Linked DNA regions of Mus musculus: region 2 is linked to region 1. The links are chromatin contacts, called in public HiChIP or PLAC-seq maps. All regions are on one chromosome and are shown on one strand. Each heading gives the region's core, a stretch centred on a gene start, on an enhancer-like site or on the middle of the called end of the contact. The rest is flanking DNA. Distances are from core to core; before and after follow the strand shown. Region 1 holds the start of Rhoc (ras homolog family member C). Region 2 holds the start of Olfml3 (olfactomedin-like 3).

What was found. HiChIP or PLAC-seq counts read pairs in DNA pulled down with a chosen protein or histone mark.
Region 2: a contact with region 1 is called in an H3K27ac HiChIP or PLAC-seq map of thymic regulatory T cells, with 8 times the contacts expected there. The contact joins the promoter of Olfml3 here to the promoter of Rhoc in region 1. A contact is called at or near these places in 3 of 39 promoter capture datasets (liver and pre-B cells), 2 of 115 datasets of contacts at active chromatin or transcription factors (microglia and thymic regulatory T cells) and 1 of 9 other capture datasets (adipose tissue).

The regions. Positions count from the first base shown.
Region 1 is chr3:104,787,742-104,794,880 of GRCm38.p6, forward strand. It overlaps Rhoc (ras homolog family member C), which reads left to right and starts at 1,293. Exons shown (of 5, transcript NM_007484.2): 1 at 1,293-1,342; 2 at 4,148-4,311; 3 at 4,824-4,944; 4 at 5,159-5,289; 5 at 6,129-6,718. The coding sequence starts at 4,156. The coding sequence ends at 6,302. It overlaps Mov10 (Mov10 RISC complex RNA helicase), which reads right to left. Exons shown (of 20, transcript NM_008619.2): 20 at 7,091-7,139.
Region 2 is chr3:103,733,311-103,740,022 of GRCm38.p6, forward strand. Olfml3 (olfactomedin-like 3) reads right to left here and starts at 4,691. Exons shown (of 3, transcript NM_133859.2): 1 at 4,512-4,691; 2 at 3,642-3,927; 3 at 2,084-3,353. The coding sequence starts at 4,625. The coding sequence ends at 2,533. Hipk1 (homeodomain interacting protein kinase 1) reads right to left here. Exons shown (of 16, transcript NM_010432.2): 16 at 6,505-6,712.

The DNA.
Region 1 (7,139 bases), core at 43-2,542:
GTCCATGCTTCCAATCCTGAGTGAGTGTCTACGTATGTTGTCTGCCTGGATTTGAGACAGCTTCACTCCACAGCCTATGTTGGCCTGGAATTTGTGGTAACTCTGCCCCCTCGGGAGTGCTGAGATGACAGGCATGAACCACCCGGCCAGCTGCACCTGCAGTAGACTCCATATGACATACATTTATTCTGGGAAATACTTGTTGAAACCTATGACGAGCAGAGTTTGGTTGAATGGTACAGAGGGCAGGTAGGAGGGGGAGCATGGCAGGCAGCAGGCAGCCAGCACCTGCCTGGGTGCCTCACAGGCCTGCTTGTAAATTTGACTGATTTAGTTTTTGTAGCCCAGGATGGCCTGGAATTAACTCATAGAGATCCATCTGCCTTTGCTTCTTGTGTGTCATCGTGGCTCACCTCACTGGAAATTCCTGCTGTCACAAATAGTGAGAAACCACTTCTCTGGGCTTCATTTTCTTTACAGGCAAAAGGGAACGGGTATGGGTGAACTTATTCCAGAGTTAGAGACCTGTGTGTTTAAAGTATCCAGCACTAGTAAATAAAGCATTGGTAGATTTCCTTATACACCCATTTCTTTGGCTCTTTATAAGGAAGGAGATACAGGATCAGGTAAGTAACACCTCAGATTGGGATCAACAGCACAACAATACAATAGGAGTGTGAGGTCAGTTTCCAGCTGAGGACACGGCAGCACTTCCAGGAGTGTGCTCTTAACAGGACGTCGGGAAATTCCCAGCGAAGGAAGGAAGGGACTTTTAAGGCGATGGTGGCTGGGGACTGCAGATCACAAAAGGTCTCCAGGGCTCTGGATAGCGTCACGTTGCACTTACTGCAGTGATTCCTGGATAAGAGAGTGGGCAGCTTCTGTATAACCCATCCCCTCGGTCACGGGTAGGGTGTAGGAAATACTGGAGCTTCGAGGTCTGGATGGCCACGCGAGGGCAGCAGTGGCCCTCGCTGACCCCACCCTGGAAGCCGCTCAACTTTCCCGAAGCTGGTCCGCCCCCCACGGGTTGGAAGTGGGGCAGAGGCCGAGTTATCCGGGGTCCCACCCGCCCGCTCACCACCCAGCAATCCAGACATCTCCGGGCACAGTTCCTCCAGCTCCAGCCAGCCCTACGCCCCTTGCCGGGTCCTCAGCCGGGGTGACCTGCGGCCGCCCGGGGCCGGGAGCGGAGGCGGGCCAAGCTAAGGGCCGCCCCCGTCGACCCCCCCCCCCTTCCCTTGATGGACCCGCCCCAGAGCGGTGCTGGAGAGTGGGGCGGGGCCCGGGTCAGTCTCAGCCTCCGGCACTGGCCGCGCAGCTGGAGGCGGTGGAGCCCAAGGTACCGGGGCCCCAGCTGGTGGGTGGCGAGGCGTCGTGGGAACTGACCTCGGAGGAGAGCACTTTCCCGATTCCCGGATCGCTCCGGGAGCGGCTTGGGGGGCGGGGGGTGTTCCGGGCCAGGCAAGAGAGAGCGCCCCAAGCTGTGGGCCAGGCGCTCTAGCCTTCCAAGCTCTCGAACCAGAGCCCAGAGTCCTTCCCTTTCTGAGTCTTTCCTTTCTGGACCTCCCTAGCTGGGCCAGGGACACACTTAGATCTCCGTGAGCGACTCAACCCAGACGCTCCAGTTCCGGGCAGGGAGTAAGAAACAGGGCCTCAGGCTGGCTAGGGGTGGGAGTTCTGGCCTGGGATGGGGAATGGCGGGAATAGGGATGGGATGTGACCACTGGAGGCTGCTACTGCTTGGCGGGTCTGGACGCCGCCCTAGACGGGTTTTGGAGCTGATCTGAGCTGAGAGGTTGAGAAGACTAGGAAAGATCCCGCTCCTGTGTTGTGTATATGTGTCTGAGAGTGAAGGGGGGTGGGGAAGAACAAAACACCCCAATCCCCAACTCTTCCTCGTACCCTCTTGGGAAGTTAGGGAGTGTTAGGGAATTGGGCTGAAAGCTGGAGTCCAGCTCTTCCTTGACTTCTGGCTTTAAAGTTAAGGAAAAGGTGTTGCCCGAAGAGTGATTCCTCGCCTAGATCTCGGGGGGAGCAGAGTACAAAGGCCTGTTGGATCACCTGGGAAATCAAGAGAATAAGGAAGGCTAGTGGCTTGTCCTAGGGAAGGTCCCAGAAGTTCCAGACCCCTCTCCCGGCCCTGGGTGAAGTTTTCGTTGTCTCTCTTAGGGTTAGTGGGGCAGTTCCGCTGGAGCCGCCTTTCACAGGGAGTGTTAGCCAGGCCATCCATGCCATGTTGGCCTTCGGCCTAATGTCCCGGCTTGGCCTGAGTCCCCAATTATTCTGGCCTAAGCAGAGCCTAGATGCAAAGTCTTCGGAGCTGGAGGCTCTAACACAGCCACGAAGTTCCGGCCTCTGCCTCCCACCATCAGATGCTCAGCCGCCTTGCTGCTGTGGGACAGCCGGGGCTCACGCATGGGGATGTGACTAGTGTTTAAGTGTCCTAGGGATCACGCTCCATCCACACTGCCCACCCTGGCTTGGGGCTGTCCCCGCCAGCCTGTGTACAGCTAGACTGGTTGAATTAATGGGAGTAGGTGGGGAAGTTGGAGGAAATCCTGTGGGTTACCTGGATATACCTCTCAGACCTCATTTTTGAAGGAGATATGCAGCATAGCGAATGCCTTCTTCCCAGTCTTTCGGGGGTACCAGGGAAAGCCCCTTGAGATGGGGGGTGGTAAGTGTGGCTGTGCATACGCAACTCCTATAAATTCTCTGTGACTCATGTCCTCTTTCCTCACATCCCAGTTTTGTGTGTGTGTGTGTGTGTGTGTGTGTGTGTAGGTGTAGGGGAGGGAGGAACCACCCAGGCGCCTGATGCTGAAAAGAATCAGCCTGGGGCTGGAGTACTCTGCTTCCTAAAAGGCAGGCACAGGCCAGGGTTTGAGGTGGTTTGTAGGGAGCTAAGAGTTGAGCAGAGCCAGACAGGATGTGGGACTGAAAGGCAAAGCCAAGTTTGGGGCTGAGCTCAGGTTACTGTGCCCTTCTTAACTGCTCCCTGCCTGGTCAAAAGCTTAGACTGATCCTCACTAGTCCTTTCTTTGGAGGCTCCTCCCAGCCCAGGCTCTGGTTCCCTCCCCCACAGCCTTCGCTTCATCTCTACTCTGTCTGGCATGATCCTTGCCAGGCTGTGTAGGTCTGGAGACCTCACTGACCCGGTCAGCTCCCTGTGGTCTGAACTGCTCGTTCACGTGTGCTGGGGTGTAGGACACATATAAACTCTGAGAAGCTGACTCCTTCCTTATCTTGAGTCACAGGGAGGTGTCTGCTGGGCCTAAGGGTCAGCTGGTCACAAGGAGGAAGGGGCTGTTCCAGAGAGTGGGTGGAGGTGATTCCCGAGTGGGTTTAGCTCCGTCACAGCAATGCTGTGATAGATGTGTGGCTCCCCACAGTGTGGTCATTGTCCCCTGTCAGGGGCTGAGTGACCCAGTGTTGCTGCCAGGCCCAGAAAAGGGGATGGGTGGTGGTGGTGGTGGGGAGGCAGCGGAACAGGCTGCCTGACCGTGAGCTGCCAGGACTGAGCCTTCTTTGTGTGACTTGAGACTTTGGGGAAGGGAAGGGGGTGGGTCAGGGAAGCCAGCCTGCTTCCACTGGCCTCTGGCTTAGCTTCTCCCACTTCTGCTCTCACCTGTGAAGTGCCATGTAGGCAAGACAGACTGCATCACAAAGTCCTGTTTTGAGAGCTGTCCCTGTACTTTTGTCTAAACCACACTGAGCCTCAGTTTCCTGCTTATGTCAGGAAGGCCCGGAGTCAGCGAGAGGGACCCGGGAGATGCTCAGTGGGCGTGGTGCTTGCAAAGCAAGCATAGTCACCTGAGTTTGATTCCAGGACCCCATGCAAAGGTAGACTGACTTGTCTTTTACCACCACATGTGTATGTGCCTCGGCCAATAAAGAGTTTTTTGTTTTGTTTTCAAATGGGAAGGCCACCATCCACCTAACAGGCAGCTGGAGAGATGAAGTTGTAAGGTCTTCTGCCTGCAGGATTGGTTCTTGGCAAGAACAGGCCTTGGCGAACCCTCTTCTCTTCCTTTGCTGGATGCTGTGGTTTCTAGGCAGGCTTGAGGGGGTGGGTGGCTAGATAAGTGTTATTGAATTTACTGGCTTTCCCCTCCTCAAATCCCCACTGCCACCTGCCTGCCAGTTTCAGCCATGGCTGCGATCCGAAAGAAGCTGGTGATTGTGGGTGACGGTGCCTGTGGGAAGACCTGCCTCCTCATTGTCTTCAGCAAAGATCAGTTTCCAGAGGTCTACGTGCCTACCGTCTTTGAGAACTATATAGCCGACATCGAAGTGGATGGCAAGCAGGTGAAAGCCATGTATTTCTTGTTTTCCTGGCTGGGAAGCCTGTTCCCCCAGTCACACGGGGCCCATGGATGTCCTTCCTTACCACCCACCTCCTTCTTTATTTCCCTGCTGGAACCAGCAGAAGTTAGGAAGTGAAACTGGAACTGTAGAAAACCTGGATGCACTATCTGGTTGGACCACATACTGGCTCTGGAATCTGAGCCAAGTCCCTTTTGCCTGTGGGCTTAACTTCTCCCTACTGCAAAATGTGAATGAGAGTGAGACTTCTCCCAAAGGGTTGTCCTAAGAACTAAATGCTGCTGACAGTGGCAGCTCATACTACACCAAGATCAAACCCATCTTAGATCTTAAGAGAAGTGGATCATTGGTTTTGTGACTGATCAATACAACCCAGCACATAGCGAGCAGTTAAGATGTTGTTCAGCTAGCTTATAGGATGAGTGATTTCAGAGGGCCTCAGGGTGGTAGGGTTGGGGCCCTCAGGCCAACTGCTCAATAGCCTTGTGTGTCAGGTGGAGCTGGCTCTGTGGGACACAGCTGGGCAAGAAGACTACGATCGCCTGCGGCCTCTCTCCTACCCGGACACTGACGTCATCCTCATGTGTTTCTCCATTGACAGCCCTGACAGTTTGGGTAAGGCTTTGGAAGAATCTTGGGAGCATGTAGGTCCTGCAAGTCTCCTTTGCTATAGAGACAGTAGCCCTTGGGGTGAGGAGTGTTCACTGCAAAGGGCTTTGAGCTGTGCAAGGTACTGCCTGTTCAGTAGACTCCAGGGCTGCTATAGAAGACCTGGCTTCTGTTGCTAAGTAGAAGTGGGTACATCCACGTTTTGGTGATATCTCTGCAGAAAACATTCCTGAGAAGTGGACCCCAGAGGTGAAGCACTTTTGTCCCAACGTGCCCATCATCCTAGTGGGGAATAAAAAGGACCTGAGGCAAGATGAGCATACCAGGAGAGAGCTGGCCAAGATGAAACAGGTGGGTGGGGCTGCGCTGCTGGTGGTGAGGCAAGTTTCCCAGCCGAGATGCAAACAGCTGATAGCCAGTGGTAGCGGGACTGTGACGTTCATCTGCTGTCCTGTCCGAATGCTGGGAAGAACTAGAAGGGCCCCCAAGTAACTGAAGTATCAGAGAAGCGACTTGCCCGAGGGTGTGGGGGCTGTGTGTTAAGAGTTCCCTGGGGAGGGAGGGCATTATACACTGCTGGGAGAAGGCTCAGAGGGGTGAGTACTCGAGGACTTGCTAAATAACTCTAGCCAGTGGACTGTTTTACTTAGGGGAAGGTAGGCTATCTTGGGAGGCTAATTAAGGCTTTAGGTGGGGGTTCAGTCTCTGTTAGTAAAAGTACTCTGGTAGCTATGTAGTATAGACGAGAACAGTCTCAGCCTGTGGGTCATGACCCCTTTGGGGCTGCATGTTAGATATCCTGCATATTAGGTATTTACATCACGATTCATAACAGTAGCAAAACTACAGTTATGAGGTAGCAACAAAAATAATTTTATAGTGGGGGGGTGTCCCCACAACATGAGGAACTGTATTAGAGGGTTGCAGCACTAGAAGGCTGAGCGCCACCAGACTAGAGAAGACGGAGTATGAAGTCAGTTGGGCAGTAGGTACTTGTTCAGGGGGGGAATGGGTGCCGTAGGGGTGAGGCTGGGCGGGGGAGGGATCAGACAGAATTCTGCAATGGCAACCTGGGTCTTATGTCCCCAGCCTGGAAACTGGCCGTGGTAGCTGGACCTAGGAATTCTGCAGGGCCAGTCTGGAGGATGCTCAGTTACCCCTTCTTTTGACCCTGTATCTTGTCTTATCAGGAGCCGGTTCGATCTGAGGAAGGCCGGGACATGGCAAACAGGATCAGTGCCTTTGGCTACCTCGAGTGCTCGGCCAAGACTAAGGAAGGGGTGCGGGAGGTATTTGAGATGGCCACTCGGGCGGGCCTACAGGTCCGGAAGAATAAGCGCCGGAGGGGCTGTCCCATTCTCTGACTTCCCCAAAGCTTCCTCAACCCTCCCACCCTTCCCTTCCCAGGGGTACAGTTACCCTCCCCCACGCCATCCTTGTAGGACTCCATGCTGCCAGTTTCTTTTTTGGTTCCTTTCTGCCCAGGACTGCATGAGTTTCCCAGCCCCAAGTGGGGGCTGCTAGGCCCTTCCTCCCTGCCTCTGGGAACCGGGCTGGTGCCCTGCCTTTCCTGAGCAGGGCTCCTCCTCCAGAAGCGGTGGTCCAGGGGGTGGGGCTCTTAGTCCCTCTGGCCTTCCCCATATTACACACCAGCACTTTATATATTTTTGGCTCACAGGAGGAGTCTAGGGTAGGGACTGGGGTTTCTGCTTTGGGTAGTAGCCTTGTTATTTGACTTAACTTGGTGGGGACATGAATAAAGGTCAAAGGTTGCACCGTGTGTGGCAGCTTCCTGTCTTTACTGGCCTACCTTGGCTGTGAGCCTGGAGTCCCATCTTTTCCTCTTCATTTCCAAGTTGCTGGCTAGGCTGGGCCCCTGTCTGCTGAGGCAGGGCTGGGGGCGGAGGCAGCAGGGGACAGGGTGGAGTCTAGTACAGGATGAGGTCATGTTTGGCAGACTGCCTGGGTGGGTGAGGGGAGTGGTCTGGACCATTGGCTAAACATAGATGCCTGTGGGTTGGTTCCCTGTCCATCGGGTTTCCTCCCCGCTAAGCAGCTATGAAGGGGCGTGGCTCTAGGCAGAAACCCTCCTGGAGGGTCATCTTGGGGGCACAGGAAGCAAGACCAGGCTGATGAGACACACGCAAGAGGCTTTTGCATAGAACAGCATTTTGTTTTTCTTAAAGCAGCTCAGGGGCAGA
Region 2 (6,712 bases), core at 3,441-5,940, 1.1 Mb before region 1:
CCTAGGAGATCTGGGGTGGGGCTGGGGGTAGGGAAGGCTGATTTTAATGATGGGATTCAGCTGCCAAGACTGTCTCCTTGAGCAGCAGATCGTTTCATTTGATGAATTTGGACAGTTCACGACATCTACCCACACAGCACCTCTCAGCTTCTGAAAGACTTCCAAAATAGCCCCCAGCCACTGTGCAAGAGCCAAAATGGGAAGGAAAAAAGAGAGGGGGGGGGGGGAGAGGGAGACCAAGTCCCTGCCCTTTCACATAAGTCTATGCAAGCCTTTCCAAGAAAATTTTCAAACAAATCAACGACAAAAAAACAAAAGTGAGTTGCTATTTTTTCTTTCCCAATAAGGATTCTGGCAAACGAAGATGTCACAAGCACACACCTGTTTGAAGGACCCAGGCTGTAGACAATGCAGCCATTTATTAAAGACACAGCCCATATACTTGCCTTTACTGATATTGCTTACATACATCACCTGAGCCAGCCTCATTAGGGGCATCAAAAAGGCACAGTCCCAGGCCCACCCTCTAGGCACGCAGCCACACTGGGAAGGGGGCAAGCTACTGCCATGTGCTCATACACGTGCAGTTGCAGTCACACAACACACTCGGAGTTCAGTGCCCTCCTCGGTCTTTCTCAAACCTAAAATCCCTTTCGGTCGCATGTACACAGCCTAACAAAGCCACTCATTTGTATACGTGCAGTCTCCCTGGGTAGCCCAGTCTCACACAGGTGCTCAGCCGCACAGCCATGCAGAGAGATGTGCACACGCACATTACACATGCACACAGCGCCACAGCGCCACTCTACACCTTGTCATCCCCTGGACCTGTTCTCCTCAAGGCCTCCACAGAGAATCCCCTCCTCCACAGCCCTCCGATATGCCCTGCGTTGCAGCCAGATGTTCCGTGGGCAGACCCCTCTATGGGCTGACAGGCGGTGATTACTGTTGCCAGCCCCACATTAGGAGAGAATTGAATGGGAGAGGGCCCCCACCCGCCTCAGGCTCCCTACAATAGCGCTTTTGTGAGGTGCTTTGCTGCCTTTCTTTCCTCTTCCTTACCAACCTACGTCAGGAGCAGCTCTGCCTGTGGAGAGAAGAAAGACAGACAAAAGGAGGAGTGTTGACTGATCCACCCCATCCTGGGTGGAAGGAGGGAGGGTTCTACTTGGGAGAGAAGGCTGTGTTCCTGTCCCCCTTCCTCCCTGGGTGATAATCCAGAAGGGCTGCCTGAGGTTAAACTCCCCCACTGACTTTTATCCATCAGCTAGCCTTATTTGTCTGGAAGTTGACCCTGGAGATGAGACCTGGGAAGGGACATCGTGCAGAGACCAGCAGGTTCCCAGAGATGGAATCCAAAGCCTCTTGCTCTTCCAATCCTTCCTGGATTGCCCCCCTGAAGTCGGGTGCACATTAGACCAACAGGGGTTAAGTTTCCAGGACTCCAGTTTCCAGGGCTGGGGTGGGAGGGTGCACAGCTGAGGGTGGAGAGAAGGAAAGTAGGGATGTGTTTGTTGGGGAGCTGGTGAGACAGACCAACATCTGGGATGGTCACTGCCCCTCCTCCCTGCCCAAACCGCAGACGCTGTGGCAGCAGGAAAATCGGAGCGGCTCAGACCAAGGATTGTGCAACCCAGACCCAGGAAGCCCCAGTGCTGGAGGTGGGAGTGGGGACTTGGGCTCAGAGACAGAATCCACTTCAGAGGTGAGGCTAGACACACATAGATACCGCACGCTGGTTTCTACACTAGATTCCACAGCTAGTAAGAGTCACTTTCTGGTTCAAAATCCACCAAGAGGTGGAATGGGAAGCCCTGGCTCTGGCTGGGCTCCAGTGTCCAGCAGTCAGAGGCTGAGTGCCATTGCTGGTTCTCTGCGGCTGCTGTGGAGCACATGAGTGTGGAGGGGGAGGCCTTTGTCCAACAGTGCCCCACAGTAAAATGTGTAACTAGAGAAGTTCCCGAGGGAGCTAAAGGAGGCCAGCCCAGCCCAGCCGTGGCTAAGGAGCAGAGACTGGGGCAGGAGGAAGAAGGCAGAGCCACGAGAACTCTGATCAGAGGGCTACCCCAAACACACCAGAGAGGAATGGTGGGTTTTCCTTTTAATGCAAACTGTTACCATACAAAGTGATGTGGGGAAAGCCCCATTCTCCCCTACACTGGAGGGGGAAGGGAGGGAGGGCAGCTTTGTCTCTGAGTTCTCTCCCTTCGGTCATACTGAGGGCAAGAATGCTGTCGCCTGCTGTCTGGGGTTGACCCTCTCCAAAGGACAGGGCTCTGAGTTTGGAACTAAACTTTGTGGACATAAGGCAGGAGTGAAGATTTAGGGTGTTTGTTTGCTGTTCAGTTCTAAAATGCTACCCAGGATCTGGAGTTCTGCATAAAACAGAGGGGCTTGAGAATTTGGTTGTCCTTTAGAAATTAGGGTATATGAGCTACCACCACTGGCCTTCGTTTTGAAGGATGAACTGCAGGAGAGCTCACAGGAATATAAATGTCTGGGCATAAGAATCAAGAGCACAAGGCTAGCTGCTTAAACTTCCTCCTCCTTCTTCTTCATCTCCAATTTGTAGACAATCTGGTAGCCATCATCCCAGGCATACAGCTGGCGCTCACGGGGGTTATAGCGAAGGCTGGCATGGGCACCATATCGGCGTGGAAAATAGGAGAGTGCTGCCCTTTCAGGGGCGAGAGTACCACTGGCATCGAAGGAACACTGAATACGAGCCCTACTGGCAGGGCGGGTGTTATAGACAACGTACAGGGTCCCACAGATGACAAACGCAGCCTCTGCGTTCTCTCTGGGACATGGTGTGTCCCACTGCTGCTCTGTGTCAAGTGTCTGTGGGTCTAACTTGGCTAGACACAAATGCCTGTCATCATCTCGAGTGGCATAGACAGCCCACAGGCCCTCCTCATCAGCTGCCAGGTCGATATATGTATCTGCTGTCAGGCCGTAGGGGGGTATCAGGCTCTCTGCAGGGAACACTGAGCTATCCACCACTGTTCGGTTTGCCAAGTGAAATTTGATCAGCTGCAGAGTGTTCTCCAATTCACCACCCCCTCCAGGTCCTCCAGGAGGCCTTCGAGCATAATAAAGGAAGCCACCGTACACCAGCTGCCCCGTGCCTACCCAGGGGAAGGGCACCCGAATTCGGGAAGCTTTCCGGGCAGCCATGGCAAGGGTGAAGTCACGCAGCCTTGGGAAGACAAAAGCCGTGTCGTTCTGGGTGCCGTCTAACACGTAGATCTTCTCTGCTGGCCCCAGCGGATCCTTGGTCCATAGGCCAACTGAACCACCAAACCGCTTCAGGATCTTCATTGACCTCACCTGAGCGACTGTGTAGCTACAGTCTGGTGGGGAAGAGGAGAAAGCACAGGAGAAGGAAACAGAGGCCAAGAGTTAGATGTGTATAACAGGAACTTCCCCCAGAGTGGGCCACCTGGGGAACAGAGACACACTTTTCCGTGCATGTGTCCACTCACGGAGGGTTGAGAGATGGAGTACCGATAAAGGACAGGCCTCTAGAAACTCTCAATGAATGTGTCATTCTGAAAGATAGAGCTATGGTGGCTTGGGACAAGAAGAAAAGCAGGAAAGGGGAGTTCTGAAACTGTCTGGACCTCTGTGAGATCACTTACCCGTCACCATATCGTATTTCTCATTTCTTCGGCCCTTGCCTTTGGCTCCAGGACCTCCAGTCACCTTCTCATCCAGCTCTACACAGGGCAAAGCTGGGTTCTGTGTCTCCAGATAGTCTACCTCCCTTTCAAGACGGTCCACTCTTCCTGAGATGGAGTCTGCTTCAGTTCTGAGGGTCTCCCGCTCCTTCTCTGCCACCTCCAGGAGAGGCAACATCTTGTTTTTGAAGTCCCGAAGCTCGGCAGCATGCCGACTACTCTGATCCTGGCATTGGGCCAGCCGTTCCTGAAGGGATCGGGGAGTCAGGAAGGGTGGGTTGCAGGTTTATAGCTCCCAGACAAGCAGAGGCCCAGCCAGGGAGTCAGGGCCAGGAAAGGGACCAGCTCAGCCATGCTCCCACAGCAGAGGAGACTAGTCAGTGGTACCATCCCATCCGAGGAACCTGGCTTAATTTGCCTGAATAAGAGTCCTTCACCTTGCGTTCTCAGTGATCTGAGCCTCCAGGAAATTAGGATGCTACAGACTTCAAATTGTCCAAAAGGGAGTAGATGTGGGGTGCGGGGAAGAAACGGACAGGAAGTTGCAGGCAGATTGCCTGGGAAACTTGAACAGTATAGCAGCATAGATGCAGCCCGATTCTGACTCTCATTTCCCCTGCCCCCTTATTCCATCTAATCTGAGGGAGCCGTGTTGCGTTTATTTGCTGGGCAATTGTCTTATGTTGGGGAAATAAAAGTCTGTAGTTAAGAGGCTACTCGTCATTAAGGACTTCTTACACAACCCGATCTTGTCACTCCCAGAGCCCTGACAGCTAGTTGCACCTATAGATGTGGACTCATCCTGGGTGAGAAGAGAAACAAGTCCCTCACCTCTAAGGCAGCTAGTCGGCGTTCCATGTACTCCACAAGGTGGTGCTGCTGTCCCTGAAGGGGTCCCGTCCATGACAAAAAGAAGAGGAGCAGCAGAGGAGCACTGGGCCCCATGGCAGCCTTAAGTGGGGCCAGAGGAGTGTGTGCATTCGGCCTCTTTCCCTCCAGCCCGTTAGCTCTGGGGGCGGGGCGGGGGCGGGGCCTCCTCCTTCCCATCTCTGGTGTCTCTCACTACTCTGGAATGCTTTCAGTCTCTTTACAACCCCCACCCCCTCCTTCCCGCCTGGCCTGATCAAACACAGATGGCCCCTTTGCACAGTCGCCAGAAGCCTTAACTACCAGCAACTTAGACTTGTGAGCTCCTCCGGAAAGGGGAGAGATGGCAATCTGGAGGCAGAGGCCTTCTGAAAAATGAGCAAGTTGCAGGAAGCCGAGACCCCCGGAAAACTCAGCAAACTCCATTCGTTTTAGGAGAGGGCTTCCAGTGCTGACTCGGTAAGAACCCAGCACCCTTCATTAACCTATCCCTTCTCCAGAAATAACAGAATGGATTTTCTGCCTTGTTCAGTGAAGCCAGAAACACAGGAGATGAGGTTTGAGGGGATGGGGGTTGGGGCAAAGGGAAGTCAACTTTCTATAGCTCATTGGCGCCACCTTGTGCTGAGCATTCTGGGGCCATCTCCCATGGCAAAGAAATCAGGCGAGGACTTCACCGTGTGGAGAATCTCAACCTAAGCAAGCCAAATCACAGGGCTCCCTATGGAGTACCAAATCTCTGATTTAGCCCAAGGAAAGGAATAGAAACAAAACTGGAGGTTGTTGAGAAATGGGAGGTGGGGTTTTTTGTTTTTGTTTTAAGCTAGCTGACTTAAATATCCTTGACATGACTTTCCAGGTATTTCCCAAATAGGAGGGTGCAGCAAGGACATGCTAGTTTACATTCATGGATTTAGGGGAGAAACCTGAAAAAAAAAATATGTACAACATAGTCTAAAGGAAAACAAATATATTCTGACCTTCCTATCACTGGGAGAGAACAGACTATTGATCGCCTTTCTTGGTTATGGTTCAGTAGGGCATTTGTAAGTATCTCTCATTTCTTTAAAATTAAGTAAAAAAAAATTTGGTTTTTCAGTTACATATGCTTTTATGTGTCTGTATACAGGTATCTGCATGGGATACAGGTATCCGTGGGGACCAGACGAGGACGTCAGATCTTCCAGAGCTGAATTTTAGGAGATTGTGCGCTGCCTATTGTTCCTGAGCACTGAGCCCCTCTCCTCTGAAAGAACAGTACACTCAACTACTAAGCCTTCTCTCCAGCCCATGTTCCTCCTTTCTATCCAGCTAAAGCTACAGGGGAGCTAGGCAGGAACATACATCAGAAGAAGTCAAATATGCAGCATTTACAAAGGGGCCTGCAGTGATTAATCTAGACAAATTCCAGTTTCTTTTCAGGAGAAAATTTTGTTCACTTTGGAATCAAGAGAAATTGGATCAGAGGTTCTTCTTGTTTTTAAGAGTTCATTATGTGTCTGTGTGGGTATGCACCCTGCAGCTGGAGTTAGAAATCACTTGTGAGGGGTCTGACTGGGTGCTGGGAATGGAACCCAGACCCTCCATAAGAGCAGCAGGTGCATTACCGCAGAGCTGTCCCTAAAGAGGTGACAGCTCTAACAGGGCCTAAGGAGACAGACAAAAATATCTTTCCCTAAGTTTCATTTTCACTGTGCTGATTTGAATGTTTGGTGTCATGTGCTAGGAAATGATGTTAATTAGTTTATCTCAAAAGCCATCTGCCTTTTCAAGGGGTCAGAGTCAGGGAAATACTTCCTACAAAATTATATTCATTTCCAGTATGGAAATGTGTACAAAGATGTTCTAATGTAGCAGTGTTCTTTCTACTCATGTTCAAACAGAATGCTTAGGCACTTCAAAGAGGCCACATGTCAGTCCCCTCCATGTCCTAACACAGAATTGAAACCAGCCACAGTCAGAAAATTTACCCATTTTATTGATGCATTGCAACTGCTCTACTTTTTTACCATATTATGTAGAAAATACTGAAAATACAAGCTACTTTGTAAAACCAAAGACAACAACGAATCCAAAGATAAACTATGTTTTACACAATGGACCCTTTTCCCATAGTTAGTATTAAATTTTAAATAGCTATTTCTTTTGTTAAAATGATTTTACAT